Regions from separate parts of the Rattus norvegicus genome. Here region 1 is linked to region 2. Evidence: chromatin contacts called from public Hi-C data. All regions are on one chromosome and are shown on one strand. The core of a region is the stretch at or near the end of the contact, and the rest is flanking DNA. Distances in the headings are between cores, read along the strand shown.

Evidence for each region. A called contact is a pair of places that touch in the nucleus more often than the background predicts.
Region 1: a contact with region 2 is called in a Hi-C map of kidney, with 2.4 times the contacts expected there. The contact joins the promoter of Lmtk2 here to the enhancer-like site in region 2. A contact is called at or near these places in 9 of 12 Hi-C or Micro-C datasets (the A7r5 cell line, Schwann cells, frontal cortex and 5 more) and 1 of 1 datasets of contacts at active chromatin or transcription factors (oligodendrocytes).

The regions. Positions count from the first base shown.
Region 1 is chr12:15,617,599-15,624,304 of GRCr8, forward strand. Lmtk2 (lemur tyrosine kinase 2) reads right to left here and starts at 4,794. Exons shown (of 14, transcript NM_001427236.1): 1 at 4,391-4,794. The coding sequence starts at 4,496.
Region 2 is chr12:15,564,452-15,571,137 of GRCr8, forward strand. It overlaps Lmtk2 (lemur tyrosine kinase 2), which reads right to left. Exons shown (of 14, transcript NM_001427236.1): 7 at 6,577-6,686. Among named protein-coding and RNA genes, the nearest start is that of Bhlha15, 29 kb to the left of the region's middle. Within about 2 kb of position 4,685, at least 8 of the 93 cell types and tissues checked have an H3K27ac peak or open chromatin away from gene starts, as enhancers often do. A contact at or near this core is called in kidney, where this site is marked.

The DNA.
Region 1 (6,706 bases), core at 3,544-6,043, 53 kb after region 2:
AAAGACTTTTTTTAAGGACCCATTTATTTTAACTGTTTCAGAACCAGGATATTCCTTTTTTTTTACATGACAATGTCCTTTTTTTATTATATGTACAACTGTTATCAAAGTGACACAGCCCACAGGGGATGGAGAGGGCCCAAGGACTTTCCAAATTTCAAGTGCATGAACAGTCAGAACACTGATAACAGCAAGCTCTAAGGATTTAGTAACCTCACTGCTGATCAGCTACAAAACTGGACAGAGTTTTGATTACAGTGCAGAGAAGCATATTTGGTAACACAAAGTTGTCACCAAGTGAAAGCGATCAGAGCAGTCCCAACCTAAGTCCATCCGTGAGCCCTGGAGTCTACATGAGAAGACTACTGAAAAATATTTATTTATCAGAAGCTGTGAAAATTAAGACAAAAATTCAAACTTTGGAAAGTAATCCCTTGACCGTAGGAAACTTGTTCGAGATACAAGTCTGTTTGCCAAATCTAAACTGCGAGCACCAGATTCATAAGCTACTTTTAATCAGCAGCTGAGACCCACCGGCTTCAGTGAGGGCCTTTATCTGGAACTGCTAAGCTTCCTCTGTACTGTGACCTAATATGCCACAGAACAATAGAAGTGGGTTTCCCTGTCTAACCACTATACTAATAGGAACGAGACCATGTGGCTCAGAGGAATCCATTCACATACACCACTCTATGATCTTTCTTTTCTTCCCGTTCAGATCTGTGCCATGAATCCAAAGGCTCTTAAAAGAGGTACATACGTGTTTCCTAAGCATGATCAGATAACCATAGAGTAAAGAACTTCACTATAACCTTAGTCTGGTCACTTAGCACGCTGTGTTTGCAAAAACTGGATTTTCTCCCTTTCCCTAAGCTTCCCAGTGAGACCCAGCGAACTCTCAGTCTCCACAACAAGGGCCCATACAGTAGAAATAGGGGTCTTCAGGAAAAGGGACTTGTAGACATGAGGTCGATATAAGAGCATCCTTCAGACACAAAGTGGCCCACAATATAATTCAACAACAAAATGTTTTCTGAGCCACCATGCATCAGGCATAGTGCACCCCTGTAATCTCAGCACTCCAGAGGCTGAGGCAGAAGGATCCTGATTTGGTTGACAGCCTTTGCTATCCAGTAAGATTCTGCCTCAAAAAATAAAAGGGGAGGGGCATAATGACCTTCCATGGGCATGGCAACCCACATATTTACATAGTTTTACTGTCAGTCAATGAGCAAACACCTTTTAATTTCCGATCCTGAAAATTACTCAGAACAAGAGCATCATACATAACTTAATTTCAATTTTAAAGTTATGTATGAGTAAAGATGCCCTAGTGAAGTCTATTACTTTTTATACTAACCTAAAAAGTGCATTTAAGAAATAAAGAGCTGGAGATACACAGATGACTCAGCAACATGAACACAGGATGTTCTTACAGAGGCCCTGTGTTTGATTCCCAGCACCCACATGACTATTCACAACCATCTCTAACTCCAGTTCCAGGGGATCTGATGCCCTCTTCTGGCCTCCTCAGGCACCAAGCACCCATATGGTGCACAGATGTACATGCAGGCAACACCCATACACATAAATAAAAACTTAGAAAGAACTTAAGTCATAGCTCCCTTGTTTCCCATGTGAACAGGCAAGCACAGAATAAAGCCTAATTCATGTATCTGTGGTTGTTGTTTTGTATTTCGAGACAGAGTCTCAATATGAGACCATGGCTGGCCTGGAACTCTCTATGTGCAAAATCACTACATTTGGCCCTGATTCCTGCATTGAGTCTCCTGTCTCTACCTCCTGAGTGTTCGGATAACAGGTGTGCACCACCATACCTGGTTTTAAGTATATTCCTCCAGTATACACACACACACACACACACACACACACACACACACACACACACACACACCCCTAACCTATTTCTGAGAAGTGTGCTTTCTCAAAGGCACCATTAAACAGTCTGACCTTTCCAAAGAATAAGAACAAGGAGGCTGTCTTAGGTACTATTGCTGAAACAAAACACCATGGCCAAAAAGCAAGTTGGGGAGGAAAGGGTTTCTTCGACTTACACTTCCACAGTGCTCTGTTCATCACTGAAGAAAGTCAGGGCAGGAACTCACACAGAGCAGGATCCCCAGGACAAGGGCTGATGCAGAGGCCATGGAGGGTGCTGCTTACTGGCCTGCTTCCCCTGGCTTGCTCAGCTTTCTTATACAGCTCAGGAATGGCACCAACTGATCACTAATTAAGAAAATGCCTTAGAGCTGGATCTCATGGAAGCATTTCCTCCACTGAGGCTCCTTCCTCTTTGGCGACTCTGTTGAGTTGACACAAAACCAGCCCACAAAGGGGGCCTACCCTTATTTGGGAAGGCTAGTCTTGCTTTGTACAGGTCTCTAGATCATCAGACACCCCAGCTATGTTTTCACTGCACAGCTGCTCTTTTATCTAACATATATATCCAGTGGGCTCAATAAATACCATTAACAAGAAAGTTTCTTTACCCTTGATCCAAAAAAAAAAAAATCTATCTCCATGGTTGAACGCTGGGCATGTGTGAGACCCTGTGTTCGATCCATAGTACAGGAAAGGCAGAGGGGAAGAGAGAGGAGAGAAAGGGAGTGGGAGAGGGAGGGGGGAGAAATCTCTCCCAGTTGTAATATCCATAAGCTGTTTGGACAATGAAACAATTCCACACATCTATGTTTGACATTTAATAATACATCATTTATACAGTCTATACAGCTCCCTCTAAGGACCAAAACAGGAAAGAAAAATGTGCAAAAGTGGATACAAATCACCTGGCCTTCCCGTGTGTCAAAACCTTATGTCAAGAACTCGTGGGTTTATGTTTTTCAGGTTGCTCAGAATGCATAAAAACTGATAGGCACAAGAACTTCTGGAAGTTTCTGGAGTCCCCAGGTCACACGCACTCTACCCACTGCTACTCTGGAGTTAATTTTCCATTTAAATGTCAATACCCTTACATAGCAACATCACCTCCTTTCTGTATAATCTTTCCCAGCTTCCCTGGTATTTTCTGCCAGGCTATCTGGGCTGACTATCGACTTCTGCCGACATCCAGTTATCTTATCCATTGACTCAGAACACTGAAGTCACCAAAAAAGACTTGATTCCAAGGGGATAGCACAAAGACGGTGCTACATTAGATAGTGTAACCACACCACCTAATGCTCAACTGAATGGTACTCAATGGCATATACCCTGTATATGTATATGTGTAGTTCTGGAAGCCATCACCCTCTATCATTGTAGATTTGTTTGAAACACCCATATTGACTGGAGACAGTTCTACACTTAAACCTTGGCCTCAGGGGCATTCCACAGACAGTTGAGAGCTGAAGTGAACTGGGAGGTAGGGGTGCAATCACAAGACAAGGTGAATCCAAGACCTGGGTTTGCATCTAACTACAACTTGGCTGTGTCACCTTGAGTATATCTTTTGATCACCAGGGTTCCAGCATCCTCAATGCAAAAGATGAAGAAATTGGACTAAATCATCTATACGGTTTCTTCCAACCTCTAAAGTTCTTTGAAATGTCAATACCTCCCCCACCACTGAATTTTTAATCCTTAAAATTTCTGGGATGGTTTCTTTGGCTGAAGTTTTATTTATAAACTCCAGATCACAACTACATGCAGAAAATATAGAAGGGCTGAGGGCTTGAAAAGAGAATCACTCACTAATATCACTTAAATAGGCAATTCAATTACCCTCAGGCCAATCTGTCAATGGTTACTCAAAAGTTGCTACACCAGTCACTAGCTTCCCAAAACAAAGATACGCATCCTTTGCTCCTTTCTCATCCCCAGAGACTCATTTCGAAAAATAAATGAACAGACAAATAGACAAATAACCCAACAACCTCAGCATCTAAAATCAATTTACAAATTTAGAACAAGTTTCGGTGAGCCAAGGAAACTGCACAGCTTCCAGGAGTCATTGTGTTTCATTTAAGGAATGACGAGAGATAAGAAACGGTTCTTATTATAGGACGCGAGAAAAGCCACAAGAGGCAGGTGACATCTGGAAAAAAGGAAGAAGTGTCGAGAGGACAGAAGCTGGAGGGACCTTTAGGCAACAAGTTTAGAGTCCGGGAAGAGTCCCCCAGGGATGTAGGGAAACCCGTCTCTGCCACCTCGCCCCGCCGTCTTCCCCAACCCCCACCGCGTCGCCGCGCCCCCGCCCCCCCATCCCACGCCCCTGCGGCAAGAAATCTCCCTAGGATCGCTCGCACCCCGCGGCCTCCTGCCCTCCGCAGGCCTCCGATCCGTCGCAGAGGTGGCCCAACCCCGCAGGCCCGCCGACCTCGCCGCCGCCCCGCAAGACGCAGCGGCCCCGCAGCACCCGGGCTCCGCTCACCTGCACCTGTTTGCGGAAGTGGCGCGGCCCGGGCACTGCCGACGGTCAAGAGCAGAAGCAGCAGCAGCGGCATCGGCAGCGGCGATGATGCCGGTGGTCCCGGCATTTCGTCCACCGCGCGGTCCCCTGCCGGGGCCGGCTCTCGGGTTGCCGCCTTCAGTCAGTCAGCCCTCCGCGCCGCCTCAGCGACACCGGCGCCGGCTGCTTCGGGACACACGTCTCGTTAGCCAAACGTCAACCCTGTTCCCGGTCTGCATCCGCCGCTCTGGCCACAGAGCCAGCATCATCCTTCCCGCCCGTCTGCGCCGCCGCCGCCCCTCAACAGCAGCAACGGCACCCAGCCTGCGGAGCCGCGGGCCCAGGCAGCCGCGCTCCCGCCGCCATGATGGGCTGCGTCATGTGACGTAGAGCGGAGGCGGGATGCCGTGACCGACACCTGGATCAGCCAATCGTCAATCCATATTGACTCCTGAAGCCCCACCCCCTCAGCCATAGGAGGCAAGATGGATTTCGGTGCGCCCCCTGCAGACGGAGGAATGAGGCGTGGGCAGCAGGTAACACCGAGAATTATTTTAGGAAGATATAAAGAAGACCATGATAACCCACATAATTCAATCTGGGACTTTATTTTTCCTTCTTTTTATTTTTCTTTTCTTATTTTTACCAACATGGTTCTCGATATTTTATCCCTGGTTTTACCTTCTTCATTTTTACTTCTCAGAACTTCCTTAGCCTCTTCACCTTAGGTTTACCCTCAGATCAGCTTCTGAGGAACTTTGAACTTTTTAAATTTTCAATTGATCAAGCACAGAGTGTTAATGACTTCACTCGCTGACGTAGCAGTGAGCTCAAACTGGCCCTTCTGCCAAGACAGCCCTTCCTGCCCCCTCTTGTTCACCTGGCAGACGCTCTTCTTTTCGTTCATCAAGACACACCTGGAATATGACTTCATCGATGGCTTCTACCCAATCCCACAAATAAATAAGCATCTACGACTCCACCCCAGCCCATGTTTTATTGCTCCTGTGACTGTAAACCAGTTGAGGACAGCAACCCTGTCTGAGTCACCTTGGATCTCCTGCTGGGCTTATCGTGAAATAGGTGTCCTCTATAGGACCTGGGCTGGGTGTTGGTGGTGAGTGTGAGGAGGGAGAGGCTTCCAGGTGGGGTAGAAGATGTTTCAAACACAATGGAGAAGGCTGAGGAGATTGCTTGCCTTGTAAGCATGAGGACCTGGATTCGATCCCCAGAACCCCACATAAAGAAAAAAACGCTTGCTGAGGGGACAGAAAAAGATGGGTCCTTAGGGTTTGCTGACAAGCTAGACAAACTTGCTAGGCAAGTTTCAGGCAAATAAGAGACCCTGCCTCCAAAAAAAAAAAAAAAAAAAAAAAGTGGACCCTGACCCTGAGGAAAAAATTCTTCTGGCTTTTCTGGCCTACAAACACACACCCAGGAGTGGGGGTGGAGAAAATGCACACACATGTACAAATCACATGCCGCAAACACAACACACGCATCCATGCACACACAAAAGAAACAAGAGAAAGTGCTTGACAGTTAACACAGCTCCGAAGCTACCTTTGCTGACTCTGGTAGTCCAATCCGTGAATGAAAACAACTGAGGGACTGGTTCTGTATCTTATCAGGTGGGACTTTAGCAACTCACAAACTCAGAGCTTTCCGCATTTTCCAATTTCCCTCCAAATACCCACTGTGAATACTAGCTGTCCGTGGTGCTAATTCAGCACAGACAGGGGCACAGGATGTCTGTTGATTGAGGCAAGCCGCACTAAAAATCCTGAGGAAACTAGTAGCTGGCCCATGACACGGAGCTCAACTCTGCCTCTTTCTACTGGTCTTTCTGTGGAGAAGGGAAGGAAGGCAAAGGTCTAGGAAGGAGGCACAATTGTCCTGTTGTGCATTGACTTCCATCCGGAAGCTCAACCCGCTGCATTCAAGGAACCAGGAATTCATGCTCCAACCTGACAAGAGGCTCTGTGAGGAGCAGAGCTGGCTCAGTGAAAGCCCTTCCTCATAATCCTCCTGGTAATTAATCATAATTAAGATGCACCCCAACAACGAGTTGTTCTGTGATCACAAAGCAGGTTTTGTTTTTATTTGAGTAAGCCCCAAAGTTGAGACACACACAAACACACAACTGTTTTTCCCCCTCCCATGGGGCATGGGTTAAGGTACGCATTCCTCACAGGGTGTCTAATGGAAACCTTTACCCCTGCCCCCACCTCACTGTTTCTACCTTTGCCCAGTACTTGGCTCAAAGACTTCTAGTTAGAGATTCTACAAGACAAACAA
Region 2 (6,686 bases), core at 3,435-5,934:
AAAAATTTCAAATACTTATTTTTAAGTTATGTATACATGTGTCCATCTGTGTTTTGGTTTGTGCACATGACTTTAGATGCTCAGAGGCCAGAAGTGGCCGTTGGATCCCCTAGAGCTGCAGTTACGGGTGGCTGTGAGCCGCCTGCTGTGGCTGCGAAGCCCTCACTACCCAGGTGTTTGCCTAAGACAGTCACCTCTTCTCCCGCTAAGTGACTCGGTTTCTCATTTATTAGCTGGAGAAAGAAACAGTACCCACCAAGGATGCAGAGTATGAAAATGACTCTGCTAGTGGATGAGGTGTTCTCATGCTCGCACCAGCCACAGCCACAGGGGCAGTGATGGTGGCTGTAATACTGTCCCTTGCATGTTGGGTCTCAGTGGGCGTGCTAAGTGAATACTGACTCAGCTACACTGATGGCTTTTATGCTGTTTACGTGGGGTCATTTGCACGGCGCTCCATCACAGAGCCTTCTAGCCTGTGGTAGTGTGCGGGGAAAACCTGGACACTTTCTGACTTTGCTGTTGCTAACAATATAGAATCTTCCTTTTAAAAACAAAACAAAACAAAACAAAAAACTTTAGTGTGCACAGAAACGGTGATTACAGGGGCATAATAAAAAATGTGCACGGATGTTTTGAAAACACTAAAGTGTTATCTAGGTTCAAAGTGATGCTGTAATTGGCCTCCAAATGCTAACACTGCACCGATTAATGTGCAAAGCCATGGAAGAGAAAAAACACAAGGTGCTGTCGTGCAACTTGACGTCAAGGCTGCTCAGGTCAGGAAACACAAATGCAGCCAGCATTCCCCTTCAAGCTGAAAAACTGGTCTGGTGGCGAAGCTGCCCGAGCTCCAGTCCTGCTGGCTCCTGGGAGGCACTGGCTGGTCCCCATACCTGGCAGCAGGCCCAAGGGTTCCACGTCACTTCTCACCACCATTTGTTTTTAACCTGGGTAGCTGCGCGTCACAGCCTGCCCATCTGTGGAAGGGTTGGTTCTCTAGCACAAATGGCTCAAGGTGCTCAAGGCAGATCCAAATTAACCCATGCCAGTTTCTCTATCTACAGGAAGCCAAGTAACCAAGTTCCTGAGAGGGAGAGAGTGACGACAGCAAGCCAGATGCCCAAGAGCCACGGAATACTCTTCCGGGAGCTTGGCTCATGCTATCATATTCAATCTTGGTAACAGTGCTTCTGGGTAAAACAGATGCCCAATTCTACAGAAGAAATAAGCTCAGAGGGATCAAAGGAGACTCACAATGGTAAAGCTGGTGAGGGAAGAATTAACCACCCTAATCCCAGCTGACCCTCTCTGTCCCCCTCATTGTCTGCCTGCTGCAGCCACAAACATCAAGGTTCATAAGGGCTGGTTCATCATGCTGTGGACCCGATGTGCAAGCAGCAGATTATAGCAAAGAGACTAGTGTATGTGGGACGGCGTAGGGGACACCACACACACACACACACACACACACACACACACACACACACACACACACACACACACACACAGTGGCCTTTCCCCTGTTTATCTTGCAGCCATTGTTGGACTCTGGGAATGCAGAATTCTTCCACCATGAAATTCTGACTAGACATAGAGGACAGTGCCTATAAACTGTCTGTAACTGCTGGGTGGACTTCTGGGGACTTGTTGATGGGACAGGATAAGGCTCTCTGGGTGGGTTTTCCCTTGGGCTGGTGGGGACTAAGGCTGAGCTGGACGGTCAGTCCTCTGTGGGTCTCTTCTGGCTGCAGTGTACTGTTCCACTGTACACACTGCAAAACTAGATGCAACGCTCAGATAGCAGGTTCTGGGCAGTGGGCACCAACCTGCCAAGGGCTGAGCCCGGAGGACTATGACAGCACAGGAAGTACCAAGGGCTGAGCCTAAGCCTAGGGAACGGAACTTCCCAGTAGTAAGACCCCAAGACACAGAGGCTGAACCTCAATACACAGGGAAGGGAGTTGCTTTGAGAGTCTAAAACCAAGGCTGGACTGGGAGCATGGTTCAGTTAGCCTCTACCTAGGATCCCTCAGTGAGGGGCTGGAAAGATAGCTCAGGAGTACACACAACACCCCGAATTCCATCCTCAGCACTGACAAAACACAAAATGAGCCAGATTAAAACAAACCAAACGAAAACCAAGAGCAAACTGAGCTGTCAAGTAACTATCTTTAGGGCAAGGCTTTGATGGTTCTCACCACCAAATGTGTCCTGGAGTCACTTGGGTACCCTACCTCCTACTCACTTAACAGAACGCAGCAGACAGCAGGTCTGGGGTGAGCTAAGAATGGACATGACCCAGGCGCCTCTCTGGAATGGGAGCTGGGACTCCACTTCTGAGAAGGACCCTGAGGTTTCTGGCAATCCCCTCAGGGTCCTGTACCTGGGGACCTACACCATAACCAGATACCTTTGCTAAGAATAAAACACAGTATCACCAGGATTAACTACCCACGAGGTAACCTCCTCAGATCCAAGTCTAGAGACCAGCCCAGATCTAGATCAGAGAAAGCTGGTATATTTTCTGTGTGCACATTTATAATCAGTAGTTATGAAGGGAACTAGAACTTTCTACCTGGAATGCTGATTTTTCTCAGGTGGCCTGCCCTGAGCTAGCTTAGAAACATGCAGCGTTTTTTCCTACAGAGGGCCATTAACTTGTGAGACACAGACACTAGTGTGTGCCTTGATTTACTGAGTTTCATGTGACCTAGAATAGCCTCAAACTCTATGTAGCTAAGGACAACCTTGAACTTCTGGTCTCATCTGCTTCCACCTCTCAAATCTTAGAATCCAAGGTATCCATGCCTGCTTTTTGGGGGGCTTGGGACAGATCCAGGGCCTGGAGGGTACCTGGCCAGTACTCTATCACCTGAGCTACACAGAGATGCTGCGTTAATTGGGCAACAAGGGTGCGGGGTTCTTTCTGTGCCCTCCTGAAGTGCAAAGTTGTCATAGTTGTCATTGCTGGTGGTGGTCTGTGTGTCTGTCTGTCTGTCTCTCTCTCTAAAAAAAAAAAAAAAGGGGGTTGGGGATTTAGCTCAGTGGTAGAGTGCTTGCCTAGCAAGCGCAAGGCTCTGGCAAGGCCCTGGGTTCCGTCCCCAGCTCCGAAAAAAAAAAAAAAAAAAAAAAAAAAAGGCTTCCTCCTTTCCTTCTACCCTTCCAGGTAGCACAAATCAGCAAACTGGTAGGTACAGACTTTCTAAATAACGTTCACACCAAAACAAATATACAAAGAGCACACACTGTCATGTCCCAAAATGCACCTAAGACTTCAGATACCACAACATGGTTCCCGCCTGTGCTAGCCACAACGCAACACCACAGGCAGCTGGAGCTTCCCTCGTTCCCTTGGGAATGTCTGTTCCTCCCATTTGCCACCCTCTCAGGTAACACTGGGGTATTTTGTTTTTTTGAGGCAGTCTTACTATGTAGTCCAAGCGAGTCTTGAACTTGCAATTCTCTTGCCTTGGCCTCCTTACCACTGGGTACAATAGGTTTTGTTTCTTTTAAAGAATCTTTTTTAGCAAACCTGGCGGTGGTGACAAATGCCTTTAATCCCAGCATTCAGGCGGCAGAGGCAGGGAGACCTCTGAGTTTGAGGCCAGCCTGTTCTACAGATAGTCAAGGCTACACAGAAAAATTCTTTCTTTAAAAAAAAAAAAAAGAACAAAAAACAAAACAAAAACCGAAACAACAAAACAACCAACCAACCAAACAAACAACCCAAAAAACCCCCAAACCCCCAAACCAACAATAAAAAATTCTTTTTAGCTGAGTGTGGTGTGTACACCTTTAACCCTAGCCCTCTGGAGGCAGAGGGGGATGATCTCTGTGAGTTCCGGGCCACTCAGGGCTAACAGAGTAAGACCCTGTCTTAAAAAAGAGAGAGAAGAAAGGAAAAAAAGTAGTAAAAAACAAAAACAAAAAACAAACAAACAAACAAACAAACAAAAAAACCCCAAACTAGGCACGTATAGAAAAGGTTCCCTGTCCTTGCCTCCTGGGTCTGGCTCCTGTTGGTTGTCTATCTGCTACTTAGCCAGTCTGAACACGAACACCATTCGCTCAGTGACCTGAGTACCTGCGGCCCAGGAGACCTTGCAGGCAGAGGATGGGGGACACTGGGCTCTGTCTGGGTCACCTGTGGAATGGTAACAGGAACATGTACCATTCACACGGCCTTCAAGAATGCTGTGTATGACCTCAGAGACGCAGGCTGCCTGAGAGCCTGTGATAAGGCTCTCTCTAAACATTATGTAAAAACAAATTTTAACTAGGGTGACTTACTAGACCAGTTTCTAACATAAGAACAACTTTGGGTTAGACAGGTGGACCGGGCTATTTCGACCAAGTCCTCTGAGTCAACCAATGTTCTAAACCTCAATTTTAAAATCAGGCCATATGGAAGGCCACCTACACAAGAAGAATTTTTAAAGAAGCGAAGTCCGTCCCACACGAGACTTTCCATCAAACAGCATCTGTATGTGTTCGTGCATGTGTGTGGAGTATGCACAGACACCTGAGTATGCAGTGTCCGTGTGCATGTGGAGGCCAGAGGATAACCTCAGGTGTGGCTCCTCAGACACTGTCTTACGATGCCACTCCCCCCAGTCACTGTCACTCCCTGTCCCCGAGTAAGCTAGGTTTCCCTCTGTCTGTCTACCCAGCTCTGTCATTACGAGCTTACAATGCCACACTGAGTTTCTATAAAAAAATGAAACAATGGATTGGGGCTGGACAGACGGCTCAGTGGTTAAAAAGCACTTGTGGCTACTGCAGAAGACCTGGGTCCTTCCCAGCACCTGCATGGCGGCTCACAACTGCCTGTTACTCTAGTTCCAGAGAAGCCAATGGCCTGTGTGGTCTCTGAAGCCACTGTACGAGTATGGCCTCACACACGCAGGCAAACCCTCATATACATAAAAACCAAGATAGATAAATATTTTGGACAATAAATTAAAAAAAATAAAAGCAAGGGGTCAAAGTCTGGCCCTGTAAGTTCCTTACCAGCTAAGCTACCACACACCCAGCCCAGAGCAGTTCCTTTAAACAGCAGAACAAAACGGCTGCCAATGGTTCCAAGGTCCTTCTGTACCCTGGGCTTTGTGCGTGGATATCGTCCAAGCCATGTGATTTATCTTTATTTGTTTTCAAGACTCCAAGACTTTGCCTTGAAGAAGCATGGGAAAATACTACTGGCTATGACAGCTCTGTCATCTTTAAGAACACAGTGGTGAACAGGCCTTATGCACACTTCCCATGGTTTAAGTTGTCTCTGGGAACTTCATGTTGTAATTTTGATGGGAGACTTAAGATTTTATGTTCTAATTTGTGTGTGTGTGTGTGTGTGTGTGTGTGTGTGTGTGAGAACCTGCAGAGGCCAGAGGAGGAAGGAAGATTCTCGTGCTGGAGTTGAGCAGAGGTGTGAGTTGTCTGGGGTATGTGCTGCAAACTAAACTTGGGTCCTCTGCAGGAGCAGTGTGAACCGGAGCCACCTCTCCAGCTCGAGACTGGTTTTTGAAAATAGAAACTTCCCAGACGTCTCTTCGAGACAGGTATGCCTTTTCAGATCTTTGTGTTATTAGCAAGCACGAGGAATGGATTTATGGTCTCACACTCAGCGTCCCACCACCTGAGGTGAGGCAGACACAGGAACACTGGCGATTGCTGACTTCCAGCCTAGCTGGGAAAATGTCAGCTAGGAAGAGTTCCTGCCTCAGGTAATCCTCACCAAAGACAGAGAGTGAGAAAGAAGGCTATCGGACTCCCTCTTCAGGCTGGTGTTCTTGACTCTGTACACACAAATAAATAATTCTATTTTGAAAAACTGGACCGTGAAAGCCTGCAGTCTAAAGGAGACTAAGCAGGAAGCCTTTTCCAACTCACGGTGCAGCCACCAGGGGAGGCCCTGATCATGCACACAGCCCCAAACTGCCTGTCCTCCAGGGTACAAACCGGAGGCGGCACCTTCAGACCTGACACGATTGCTCGTTGGCCAGAAGAGACGCCGTTGCCTTCAGCCCCTCTTCCTGGGGGCTGTGAAGGACAGCACAGGAGAGGATCCCAGCCTGAAGCTTACTGAAGAGAAGCAGTGAGCCAGAGGTCAGGAGGGAGCCTGCTGCGTATCCCTGTGCACTCCTCGGGAATTCTCCAGACTTCAGGCTATGATCCTTCCATTCTTTGGCAGTGTTTAACTCAAACCCAACCCCGTCTTCACCACTGTGTCTAAAGCAGAGCGCTCGTGATGCAACCCGACCTCCTTGATTTCCTCCTTCCTTCTTCCACACTTTCCGCCTTCAGTTTTTGTGTAGGTGTTTTTGAATTAGGGTCTCATGCACCCCAGGCTGGCCTCAATTATGCAGTGGAGAATGTCTTTAAACTTCTTTTTGACTCTCCTGCCTTCTATGTACCACTGTATCCAGTTTACGAAGCCCAGAGTTTTAGGCATGTTAGCGTACAGTCTACCAACTAAGCTACAGTCCTTCCCAGGCTTCTCCCCAAACCTGACCACCTCTGCAGAGAGCAGCAACAGCAAAACCATGAGGAGTGCCCGTGCCTGGCCAGACATACCTGTGCAGGAAGTGCAGCTTGTGCATGGCTGCCAGCCCTGCGGCAATCTCGCACGCCATCCTCTGCAGCAGCATGGTCTGTGACTCGCTGCGCACGTGCTCTTGTTCATT